Regions from separate parts of the Mus musculus genome. Here region 2 is linked to region 1. A link is a contact called in public HiChIP or PLAC-seq data. All regions are on one chromosome and are shown on one strand. The core of a region is the stretch at or near the end of the contact, and the rest is flanking DNA. Distances in the headings are between cores, read along the strand shown. Region 1 overlaps Pde4b (phosphodiesterase 4B, cAMP specific). Region 2 overlaps Sgip1 (SH3-domain GRB2-like (endophilin) interacting protein 1).

The links. HiChIP or PLAC-seq counts read pairs in DNA pulled down with a chosen protein or histone mark.
Region 2: a contact with region 1 is called in an H3K4me3 HiChIP or PLAC-seq map of bone marrow-derived macrophages, with 4 times the contacts expected there. The contact joins two enhancer-like sites.

The regions. Positions count from the first base shown.
Region 1 is chr4:102,495,900-102,502,253 of GRCm38.p6, forward strand. Pde4b (phosphodiesterase 4B, cAMP specific) reads left to right here. Exons shown (of 15, transcript NM_019840.2): 3 at 1,723-1,759; 4 at 1,855-1,925. Among named protein-coding and RNA genes, the nearest start is that of Gm52668, 16 kb to the right of the region's middle. Within about 2 kb of position 3,227, at least 28 of the 459 cell types and tissues checked have an H3K27ac peak or open chromatin away from gene starts, as enhancers often do. A contact at or near this core is called in bone marrow-derived macrophages, where this site is marked.
Region 2 is chr4:102,954,005-102,960,221 of GRCm38.p6, forward strand. It overlaps Sgip1 (SH3-domain GRB2-like (endophilin) interacting protein 1), which reads left to right. Exons shown (of 26, transcript NM_001285852.1): 20 at 2,095-2,206. Among named protein-coding and RNA genes, the nearest start is that of Tctex1d1, 29 kb to the right of the region's middle. Within about 2 kb of position 1,742, at least 41 of the 459 cell types and tissues checked have an H3K27ac peak or open chromatin away from gene starts, as enhancers often do. A contact at or near this core is called in bone marrow-derived macrophages, where this site is marked.

The DNA.
Region 1 (6,354 bases), core at 1,977-4,476:
ATAGGCTTTCAACCTTATTCTCTACACATGCCTACAGTAAATGTTTTCCTATAGCCGCCAATGATTTTATTCACTGTTTTTCCATGTGAAACTCTCTGCCGTAACCATTTCTCTCATTAGTAGCATCTATCCTCTCTGCCTTCTTACCGAGTACACCCCTGCCTCTAAAAGCCCATCTCAGACACTACTGACTCAGCCAAGCCCTTCTTACTTCCACTAATCTAGAGTTAATCTCTCTTTTGGTATTCAGTATTTCATTCATGCTCCCACTCAGTACCCACTGTGTGTATTTCTTTCTGTGTTTGTGTGCATTTTTCGATCTCCTTCATTACGTTTTTATTTGCAAGATTGTGGCTTCTGCATAATTTGCTTTGCCAACTGGGTCATCATATGCCATCATAAAATCACAAGTATTGTGTCAAAAGCACAGATCTTGGGGAGCAAAGAGGCCCAGCTAAGTGCTAGGTAGCGGCTACTGACTTGATAGCACCTGCGATGTGCTTGCCTCACAGCTGCACGGCCAATAGTAAATGTACCAGTGCACACAGCGGCCAATCACATAAAGAATGCTTACTGCTTGCCAACACACAACAGCCAATCACATAAAGAATGCTTACTGCTTGCCAGTTCCCTTTCTGGTTCTTATCACTGTTCAAACTGGGCCTTCGAAGCGTTTCAGAGAATGCCTGACTAAAGACGAGGGTGGAGACCGCCACACTAACAAGGCACTTTGCTAAAGCCCATATCAGAGAAGGGTAGACATGGACACTCGTGCTCTTCCGCTCTGAAACCCAACGTTGCATGGTGCCTGGTACCCGGAAGGTGTTTAATTATTGCAGGGTACCCTCGCATGACCATGAAGGAAGGGCCACCTTTGCTGTGATGGTAGAGGACAGAGGAGGTAGGCCAGACAGGGAGGGGAGTTCACTGCCATCAGCTTCCATGTTGCTGATTCACGGGGTGCCAGCAAATTAACCTAATTTGGTGATGGTGGCTAATGCGGTTTCCCAAACCTTCAGCTGAGAGCTTGCTGAAGGCAGTCTTTAGCAGATTAAGGGAGCAGATGCCAGCGCACGGAAAGTGCGTTGCTGCAAACATAGTTTCACTGGTCCCAAGCGCAGACTGATGAAACAGGAGGTAGAGCGTAATTAGGTCTTTGGGACCAGATGAGTGTCAACTGTTACTGCTTAGGAGGCTCAGACTGCACATTCCCATTAAAATTTTTTTCCTTGGGTACTTTAAAAAGAAAAAGAAAAAAAGATTATATTAAAAACAAAAAGTAATGGAATTCCCAGACAGAAATCTGTATTTAAATGGTATTAAAGCTGTGGTTCAAATCAACAAAAGCCAGGAAATCCAATGTTACCCTTTATCCAGACTGTTATACCATTTTTTCCAGTGCACAGTGTGCCTATGGGCAGCCCTTTGAGTTTCCTGGCTCAGGCAAGTCAAATCCACAAGTCAGTATGAATTATAGGAATCTGGGCTTGCCATTTAGTGGGACCGCATGCCCCAAGGGCACATGCTTACTTGCCAAAGCTTTTAGACAGAATCACACAGTTAGGCTGGGAGTCACGAGCTGGGTAGTGTTTTTCTCTTTCAGGTTCATGGGCTCCTGCCTTTCTCCCAGAACAAGTAGGTCACTAACACTGATAAACTTAGTGTAACATGTGTGTCGCAGTTGATATTCATCTCTTCTGCTTCTTTCTCTCTTTTCACCAGACACGGCGATGACCTGATTGTCACTCCTTTTGCCCAGGTACGTAGGGATCATGCTCGCCTGAAATTCATCACTGGTGTGATTTTAAATACAGTCCTTTGACCCTAACCAATTCTGAAACATTCTCCTTGCAGGTTCTTGCCAGCTTGCGAAGTGTAAGAAACAACTTCACCCTGCTGACGAACCTTCATGGAGCGCCGAACAAGTAAGCCTCGTTGTTCTGCAGAATTTTAGTTCCCTCCCACAACAGCACAGAACGCTGAAGGACACTGGACTCAAACATTAGAGACCAGCCCTATAAGCTGAGTCACAACACACAACCCATCTGGAAATATACAGTCTAAGGGCCAAGAAGTTCTCTTGCGTTTCAAAGATCATCATAGCCTCAGAGGGTCATAGAACCCACGATCTTGGCAAAGGTTAGGAGAGGTTTGCAAACCCATGCATTCAACCTCTGGTTTAGAGAAGGAAATCTTGAGTGTCAGGAATCTGGCAACTAGCTTGTGGATGTACCATGGGTTAGAGAAACATTGGATCTGAGGCTTGATTCTCTTGCTTTCCAGTCAGTAGTTACCACAGCAGGATCTATATTCAGTCTTTGTTAAGTGGTCCATCCATCATTTGTTTGACTTCATCCAGATTCTGATGAGGCAGGTAATAGGAAGTGCAGGTAGAGCCTAATTGGACAATTATCCTCCTCTCACTGTCCTGTGGTTTGTTCTGCAGTAAGTCTCCTTGCAAGAGGAAGTTGCATACTGCTGTGGCATCTCTCCTATCCCGGTCTCTCCACTGTTCTGCAGGCTCTCACCAGAGAGCATTATCTTACACACTATTTGTGTGATCATGCCCATCTTTGGCTAGGGCATTGCAGGGGACCACTCTTTGGGATGAAAAGTAGATGCTTATACATTGTAGCTAAGATGCCTCACCACCCAGATTAAATTAACATGATGGAACATTGGTTGTAGTATATTTAGAAAAAAAGAAATAGTTGAGCATTCCCTATCAAAAAAATCCAAAATTCAGGCTTTTTGAACTCTGATATGATGCCAAGAATGAAGAGATCCACATCTGGCCTCGAGTGATCGCTTGCACAGAGTTGCACTATGAGATCGCCATTGGGTTATTTATGGAATGTGCACATAAAACAAATGAATTTTCTATTCAGTCTTGATTCCCTTCCCTAAGATTTCTCACCATGCAGATTAAGATATTCCAGAATCTGAGATATAAACAAAAAAGCAAATCTGAAACTTTCAACACTCAGGGACACCCAGCCAATATGTGGAACTTGGGTTTGGAGCTTTGCTTCCTATTTATTCACTTAATAATCCATCCCTTGAATATTTATTTCATACATACTATTCATCCATGCCTGCATGTACCTAATTGCACAGATACTTACTGGCCATTCACTTTATATCAAGCACTGATGATCTCATAGTGGTCCACACAGCTAAGGTCTCTGCTCCTTTGTGGCTTATGTGCTAACAGGAAGTGCCGGTGATTAATCAGTGAGCAGTCAGATCACATCTCTGTCACATGGGCTGGAGCAACTGGGACCCAGGAGTTTTCTGTCTATTCCCCTCTACACTTTCTGCCTAGACTGTCTTCTTATACCTGTCACAGTCAGATTAGCCATGTTCTGACATCTTTTAGGTTGAGTGTCATCTTTTTCAATATGCTTTTCTGATCCTGCTAAGCCTACCTGAGTGATCTCTATTTGGCCCAAAGGCATGCTAATGACCTAACACACTGTCTTTACTGGAAATTAGGAATTTCCTTACCATTGCGTGTTGTTCTCCGGGTAATTGGTTTCTGGGACTATTCATATTGGCCACACATTCAGTTCTGGAATCTGCTTAGAATCATTCTGCTTGGAAATCATATACGTGGGCAAGTTAATTATCTTTTCTGGATCTTGGTTTCCTAAACTGTAAGATAAGGTTGTATGGGGATTAAGTGAATTAATATTCAGAAAGCACTCAACTGGCATATAGCATAGTAACTGTAAGCTATTATAACTGATAATTCATCTTACTGAACCTAGAAGGGTTTTCATATCAATTATCTCAGCAATGGCCTCCACAAGCAATAGTCGTGACAGATATTATTACTTCCACTTTACAGATAAGGAGTCAAGGCTGAGATTAAATGACCTGACTATGATCAACCACACAGCTTCTAGTGAGCACCTGTTCACTCCCCCTGGGTGCAGAAAAAGTCCTTGGACAGCTTAAACGTTTATGTAGGAGCCATGTAAGAAACAGAGGACAATCAGAGAAGCTAAAGGCAAACATTAACTAAGCCAGTGTCCTTAAGAATGTAGCCCCAGGTCAGAATGTTACAGGTGGGACAAGGAAGAAATGATGAGTAGATTTCACAAGCTTCTTTAGTATAACCACATTTGAGACCAAACTGATGTGTTACACAGATCCAAGTAGACATGGGGCTGGCATGATATTTTCAATGCTATTTGTTAGCATAGGTGTGGCTGTTCCTCCTCTATCAGTAGCATTAGAGACAGCCTAACCCTGATAATTGATACATTGAAGCTGCTTCCTTAAAAATTGGGTCTTCACATCGCTGTGTGTTCTGGATTACACAAAGCTCTGGGAAACAGGTATCTTAAGACCCTAAACAAATATCGTGCACAGAATGTACCTAGAGGCATGATCACCCTCACACTGAGAACCATCTCTCAAACCAGGACGCCTTGTGTCACATTTGTCCAAGACAAGACATATTTATAAAAGGGAGTATGTCTCCAGCAGTTAGCCCTCGGCATCTGCTGATCTTCTTGCAAGTCCATATCTGTGTTTTATAGAGTTAGTCTTGCCATGTATTGTTAGACTTTTAGATTATCTTATTTCAAGATAGGGTTTCCCTCTATAGCCCCAGATGACCTGGAACTCACTAACTCACCTTGTGGCTCGGGCTGGCCTTGATCTCATGGCAATCTAGATTATAGATTTCACAAGCTTCTTTAGTATAACCATATTTGAGACCAAACTGATGTGTTACACAGATCCAAGTAGACGTGGGGTAGGCTTCTGAAGTACTTGGGAATACAGGTATGAGCTACTATCTCCAGCATGATCTCACATATCTCTATAATCAGCTTCAAAGGACAAAAACTTCAGGAAAGGCAGATCCTCTAGCACTTCTCCAATAGGGGCAGAGAGCACTTCTGTGAGGTTCTGGCTAAGACCTGAGTGGTGTTGGTTTTAAGCCACAAGTGGACCAATATGGTAGGGGTAGGTTGGAGAGCTGAGAGTCCACTGATACAGGCCACTCTACTGCTAGGTGGTCAGTGCCCACCAATAAATAAGAAAAGAAAGTGAAGATAAGATTGTCTACCAGGGGTGCACACGGCATACAGAAAGCATTCCCCCTCCCCACTACATGCATTATGTTAACAATTGGAGCTGTAAGATCCATGGAATTTAGAAGTTGCTTTCTGGGATATTTAACGTGGGTTCCAGGGTACCACTCCCTGTCTTGAATGTAGCATTTAAGCAGTAATTATGTCCTTGGCGTGGTTTTCATGAGACATCTGGCTAGTGTGGTTTATTATGTGAAAGGAACTCCCACCCAGAGCTATACTTCTCTTAGCTTACGGTTTCTTTTATCTTTTGGCTCTTTGCTCTGCATAAAGCGGTCCATTGTCTGCCCGAGCTTTGCCACCCAAAGGGTAAAAAAAAATCTTAAAATTTCTGCTAAGGTGGTTTCCTTTCCACCTTAATGAAATGAAGGACCAGGACTGTATTTCTTGGCTGCAAATAAAAACTTACACTTCCGTTGTCCCAGGAGTTAATTTTGAAAACTGTAGCTTTCATTTGGGGTTGTTAATCAGAGACATTTCCTTGAAGTACTTGATGGCTTCCAAAAGACCGGTGGTACTGTTGAGAGTACTCACCACCCAGTACCCGAAATGGCCTCTTCCATCATCCAGTAGCAATGACTGATATGTGTGACATATCAGTGGCATACAGAGGAATCACATCGTCTTTGCATTCACAATTCTTCAGAGGTATAATCTGATCAGAATGTACATATTCTTTGAAAATTAATAGCCATCTTCTTTAGTGTGTACCTGGAATGTCTTTCAGAGATTTGTATATTTTGGCATAGGATTTAAATTAGCTGAGAATCATAAAATCTTGAACACTTCAGATATGGAAAATACCTAGCCAAATTCCCTCAGAGAAAGCGAGGGAATATATGTGAGCCCCATCACACGGGACCTCACACACTGTAAATCATCAGGAAATAGTAGTTATTGCCTGCTTGCCCCAAGTGAGAAAGAAACTGAGGTTCGGTGAGCTACCAGGGGCTACGCACCTGGAAGGTGCCAGAGTCTGGATTGGGGTTAAGATTCTTGGCTTCTGCTGTAGCCCAGTTCTCTTTAAACTATACGATTCAGGCTGAAAACATTAACTACTGTGGCCACAAGCCTTCCCTGTTCCTATCAACATCTTGCAACCAGGTAATGAACTTCCAACCATTCTTTTATAATTTAGAGACTGCTTGAAACCAGACAACAGTATTGTTTCTTTTCCCTTGGGCCCATGAGTTTTCCAGCTGGCAGTCCCCATGACTTACCGACAATAATGTGGTTTCCAGGAGCCATC
Region 2 (6,217 bases), core at 492-2,991, 460 kb after region 1:
TATAATGATAACAGCCTAAACCCCTTTCCACTCTGACCTACTTGTTAGTATCAGCTAGGGAACCTTGTCTTCAGGACTTGTTAATCATTCCATAAATATCCAAGTAAGCAAATGAATTGAGCAACACTATAAAATCACTTCTTCCGTTCTTATCTAATTATCTATAAATGAGTGTAGACATCACCTTTCTCGGATCTAACAATAGGTGATTCTTAAGGAAAGGTTGGTATGATCTTGGTTCTATTTCAGGAAATCTGCAATCCCGTGGCATGCACACTCCAATTGTCTGAAATTGTTTTCTTGACCCATATGGCCCTATAATTTTCCACTAGGGAAACAAAATAATATAGTCCTCAGAGCCTACATTTTGAATTCACACATACTTTAGTAGCAATCTTAAAATTTTTGCATTCCGGCTAGACAAAAACTGAGCAAGTTGTAGAAACTCTTTGAGCCTTGGTCCTGTATTAATTGGTTTTCTGTTATTGGAATAAAATGTTTAAGATCTTCAATTTAGGGACTGGAGAGGTGGCTCATCAGTTAACTATTTAATAGCAGTTAAGAACTTCCAGAGGACTTGGGTTCAATTCCCAGAACCCACTGGCATCTCACAACTGTCTGTAACCCCAGTTCCAGGATCTGACACCCTCACACAGACATACAGGCAGGCCATTGCACATTAAATAAAAATTAAAAAAAAAAACTTTTTAAAAAAGATCAACATAAAAGGAAGAAAGGTTTATTTGGGGTGACAGTTCCTTGGCCCTGGGCTGTAGGCCTGTGGTGGCACAGTGTATCCTGTCAAAAATGTGTATTGGAGGGGGCATTTTTGTCTCATAGAGGCCAGAAAGCAAAGAGTTATTCAGGAAAGAGGTAGAGTCATATCTCCTTCAATAGCATACTGTCAAAGACTTAAATTCTTTCCATGAGACCCCAATATCCTAAGGTTTCCAACATCCCCTGGAAGTGTTGCATGCTGGGAGCCATGCCTGTAATATAGTCTGCTAAGTGAGTATCATAACGCAGATAGTAAATGTGAAGAAAAGAATGCTGAGGGAGGCCTGTGCTCTCGGAAATGGTAATGCCAGTGGGGATGCTGTTGTATGAGGATGGCCATAACTACACACTGAAGTGTCGCTCCCCGGGACAAAGACCATGTTTAACTCATCTTGAGCATCCTCAGCTGAGGGACCCGAGGACTTGATACATGATACTAACAAATACTCATTAAATTGATGACCAACTACCAAGTACAAGATACTAAGAGCTGAATGAAGTAGAAAAAAGTAGGGGAGAGAGGATTGCAAAAATCCATGACGGTAAAAATACAAACTTTACAGAAAAGCAAATCTAGGTTTGGATTCTTGTTTTACTGCTTGGAAAACTGTATTATCTTGGACAACGCTCTCTAAACTTCAGCTTCCTCTCCTGTAAAATGTGACTTGCCTATCTTCCGGACTAAGGGGAAGGTGGAGTGAAGCCCTGCATGGTAGGCACTCATTGGCTCGCCTGGTGCACGGAGATACCGCTTTGGTCCGAGGCATGAGTGCCTTCTTTTGTCAATGTGTACGTTTCGGTGGCACACGCTTCAGGCAAGGAGCTTGACCTGCTGAGTCTGAGAGCAACTGAGCTTTTTAAAAGAGAAATAATGCAGAAACATAGCTCTGAGCTCTGTAACACCACGCGACCATCTCTTCCAAAGGAAGGCGTGTGAGTTTTCAATCTGAGCACGTGATTGGTGGAAGGCTCTAACGGGAAATAGGAAACTAACACTTCTCTCTTTTAACCACCTGCTGCACAAACTGTCATGCAAATACTGCCTCTTGCTTTATACAGGACGATTGTAAACCCTTGTGACTTTGTTATCTGCTTGGATTTTCTTCTGTACGTTTGTCTACAAGCCAGCCAAATATTTCCTCTTAAATACTTGTGCTCTGAGTTGAACACACAGCTACTGTTTAATCACATTCTTAGTGAGAGTCACCCCACCCTCCGATCCTTTAGTGAACTTTAATGCAGTGTATTTGTATTTTGACATATACAGTGTATTTTTACAGAAGCTGAAAATAAGTGGAAGTCTTTCGTCTCCCACAGGTTCCTCCCGGGGGCCCAGTCCCCTAACTATGGGGGCCCAGGACACCCTCCCGGTCGCAGCAGCTTTCACAGAAACTGTCAACGCCTACTTCAAAGGAGCAGATCCAAGCAAGTAAGCCTGGGATGAGGCCTGCGGTCTTCTAAAAGCCTGGTTCTATCTAGTGTGGGGGTAGGGTGGGGAGGACACTGACAGCCCTGCCTTCTGAAAAAGAGTTCTATGGATCAGATCCATAAATCTAAAAATTCTCTGAAATTATAGTGCATATCCTTTTTTTTTTTTTTCAAAGACAATCTTACTATGTAGCTGGTTGGTCTGGAGATGGCAACATAGAACAGACTGGCTTTGAACTCACAACGATCTGCCTCTGCCTCCCATGTTCTGACGTTACGTACGTACGTTACGTACGTGAGCCACATCTTATGTGTGCATTTCTTCACAGAGAGATATACGGCTCTCAGCACTCTGTTCCAATGGGAATCCTGGCTCCAAACTGTTGACAGGAATCATTAATCTACCTTGCACACCAAACACTTGCACCAGAAGTGTGCCAAGTGCATCATTAATTTAATTCTAGGCCTGAGTCCCATCAATAAACAAAAAGAAGCCTAAGTGAGCGATGAATGGCTCTTAGTTCTATCTTCACTCACAAGAACCGGGCTTTAAAAACAAGAAAAACTTACAATCTAGGACAAGCCTCGGATGTGCTCACAATTGGCATTACTAATTTTATTAAACAGTGAGAATTAAATACCATTGGAGCAACACATTTAAGTGGGAATTCACCTGGCAACGTATGGATCCATTCTCCCCTTCTGAAACATTGTTTCGAAACATCATGACTCTCCTGATCCACTCCTAGAAAGCCAATATAATTAGTAATCCAGCCCCCGAGTCATCCTACCCAGTCACTCGATCTTTCGTTCTTCCTGGGCGGCATAGCTTTTTCAACAGCAACTAGGTTTTATTCTAGATCTATAATAATACAAAGAAGCAAACACTACAAGCCTGGGGTTGATCCAGAGAGGTGGGGCATGAGAGAAAGAGAGAGAATGGGGGAGAAAGGAGAGGGGCTCATATAAGGCACATAAACACTGCCAGCTTAGGCTGACAAATACTTACTACATAGATATTAGTCCTGTAGACTCTGTTAGAACAACTTGACCAACTACCTGTTATAGGAGTTGGAAGAGTCATTGGTCGCTGACTGATGCCTTGAACACTGAGACTGATAAGAACTAAGAAAACAGAAGCATATTTATTCTTAAAAATTAATAAAATGTGGAGAGAATGTGTACTCTGTGGTGGAAATCCTGGGGGAATCACACAGCGGGTCCTCTACCTTACCTTCTTACTGGCTTTCATTTATTCACTCACTGACATATTTAGAGATGTAACTGGTGTTCTCAGCTTCTACTCTGGCCCCTCTGAAGTCCATCTCCGCACAGCACACCACTCCCTTGCTCCAAACTCTCATCTGTTCCCAGGGAAAACACTTCCCAGGGATTTCTGAGGTCCTGGGCGCTCTGTGTTCTGTTGATGAAGAGCTGCCAGCCACACCCAGTTGCCCCCTCTCTGATCTAACCTGGATTGTTCCCTCCTTCCTTGTCTATATACCTCCCTGTTCTCTCCACTTCCACCACATTAGCCTATAGCTGTTTCTCTTCTCTGCCTCATTCTGTCTCCCACTCAGTCTCTCTCTCTGCTTCACTGAAGTTTTCTCCCATGTACATGAGCAGTTTGACCCCTCACTTTGGGTTTTCAACAAATTTATCAAACAGAATTTCTTATCCAGCCAACAAACAGCAGCCCCTTCCTCTCCCTTCACCCTCCCCACCACCTCTTCCATCCCTCCCTCCCTTCCCCCACCACCTCCATACCCCTAACACCCCACACATACATTTTTCCCCCAGTTTTCCATTGTCTGTCTCTCCCTGTCCACTGGAATGGAGCCTCCAGCAGATGAATTTTGACCCCTTTCTCCATTGCTGTGTCTTCAGCATCCAAACAAGGCTGGGGATGCTCAAGTGACTAAATGATGCTAAATGACTCCCGCTGACTCCCTCATCTAAGTTCTACCAAACCATTACACTGCACTGTACCAGACCGGAAGCAATAGGTGAAGACACCTAGGGTGGAAAATAAGGTTTGTGTTATGAGATAATCCAGAGTCTGGTGAAGAAGGGGTGTAAATATGATTCGGTAGAAGACAAGACCTTAATATTTTGACTACACATTTTTTTTTAAAATCTGTCCATATATCTAACCTAGAAAAGTGTGAAGTAAGAAGGCTAAAAGATGAGGATGGTAAGGAAGGCTACAGAAAGGGTCCTTTGAACTGAGTGTTGTAAGAGGGGAAAGACTTTTCATAGTAAATAAGCCCAAGTAGGTTGATTAAGCAGCTCAAGGGTATGCACACAGAGCTTGCTCAGAGGAAGCTGTGTGCTGTTAACAGTGCAGTGCAATCGCAAGGGAGAGATGTGTTTCTCATGCCCGCCCCTTTCTTGAGACTCACACAGCGCCTCACTAGAACAGGCTGCAAATCTGGTAGCCCAGCTAGAGAATTAATTGCTGCCTATGGCAAGAGGGAAGGAAGAGCTGATTTTTTGTTCATTTTTTTGTTTTTTCGAGACGGGGTTTCTCTGTGTAGCCCTGGCTGTCCTGGAACTCACTCTGTAGACCAGGCTGGCCTCGAACTCAGAAATCCACCTGCCTCTGCCTCCCAAGTGCTGGGATTAAAGGTGTGTGCCACCATGCCCGGCTGAGCTGATTTTTTTAAGCCACATGCCACGCCACTTGGCTTGGAAATTTCTTCATTCTCTGTAAATGCTTCATTTGTAAATGCTTCATGGCTCTAGGCTTCATTCAAGAATGCATTTCTTCTTCCATTTTGCATTATTTTAAATTTTCATAATTCAGATTCACATTACACATTGATGCTCACTCACATCAAATGCTCATAGGAAAAGTTATTATGGTTAAAAATATTTTCCTAAAGAAATAAAACCATGTCAAACAATGGAATTTAGTAATCTATATTTACAATAATCTTAAATTTTCATTTAGAGAATATGGAGGATATTAAGGCAAAGCAAACTCCATACACTCTCTTCATCACCCTCTACTAACAAAGCTTTACCTGATGCTGTAGGCAAAGAAAAACATTGTTTTTTAATTCTAATTTTCCCAAAGTAGGTAGTAGAGAATGAGTTGGAATTGAGTTTGTAAAGTGAGTTTATGCTGAAATTGATACTGTGATTCTATATTCAATTTGGAAATACAAAGTGTTGTGATCATAAAAAGAGAAAGAGCTTTAAGAATATGCTCTGGCGCAGTGTGCGGGAATGTGTGCCCATGCCGAGGCATCCCTTCCCCCTGAGGGACCAGCCACACACTGGTATAGTATAGAATAGAGTTTATTTAGGGCATGGGGAGGGGAGTTAAGAGAGTAGTAGAGGCAGAGAGGAAGGCAGAGAGAAGAGAATAGAGAAGTGGAGACCAGCCATGACCACATTGGGGGGGGGAGGAAATGGGGAGGGAGAAGCGAGATGTAAGAGAGAGCAAGAGCATAAGAGAGAGAGGAGGGGCAAGCAGCCCCTTTTATAGTGGGACAAGCCTACCTGGCGGTTGCCAGGTAACTATGGGGGTGGAGTTTAGACAGAATACCAACACAAAGGACCCATTCCTAAAAGAACTTTGGGAAAGAACAAAGCCAGGAACTGGAGAGATTGCTGAGCAGTTAAAAGCATTTGTTGCTCTTGTAGAGGACTGAACTTATTATGTTTAGAACATCCACATGGTAACTCACAACCACTCTTAACTCCAGTTCTAGGGGACCCAATGGCTTCTCCTGCCCTCAGAGGGCACCAGACACATATGTGTATGAGTGGATAGTAATACATGCAAGCAAAACACACATATACACACACACAATAAAGTAAATCTCAAAAAATATTTTTAAAGAACAAATTTGGAAGACAAATATAATGTGATTTCAAGACTATCATAAAGCTATAGTAAACAAGACAGTGTGCTTCAAATAGCTAAACGATCTCAATGGAACAAGATAATGGATCCAGAAATGGGCCCCTATCTAGATAACAACTATAAACACAATTTCCAATT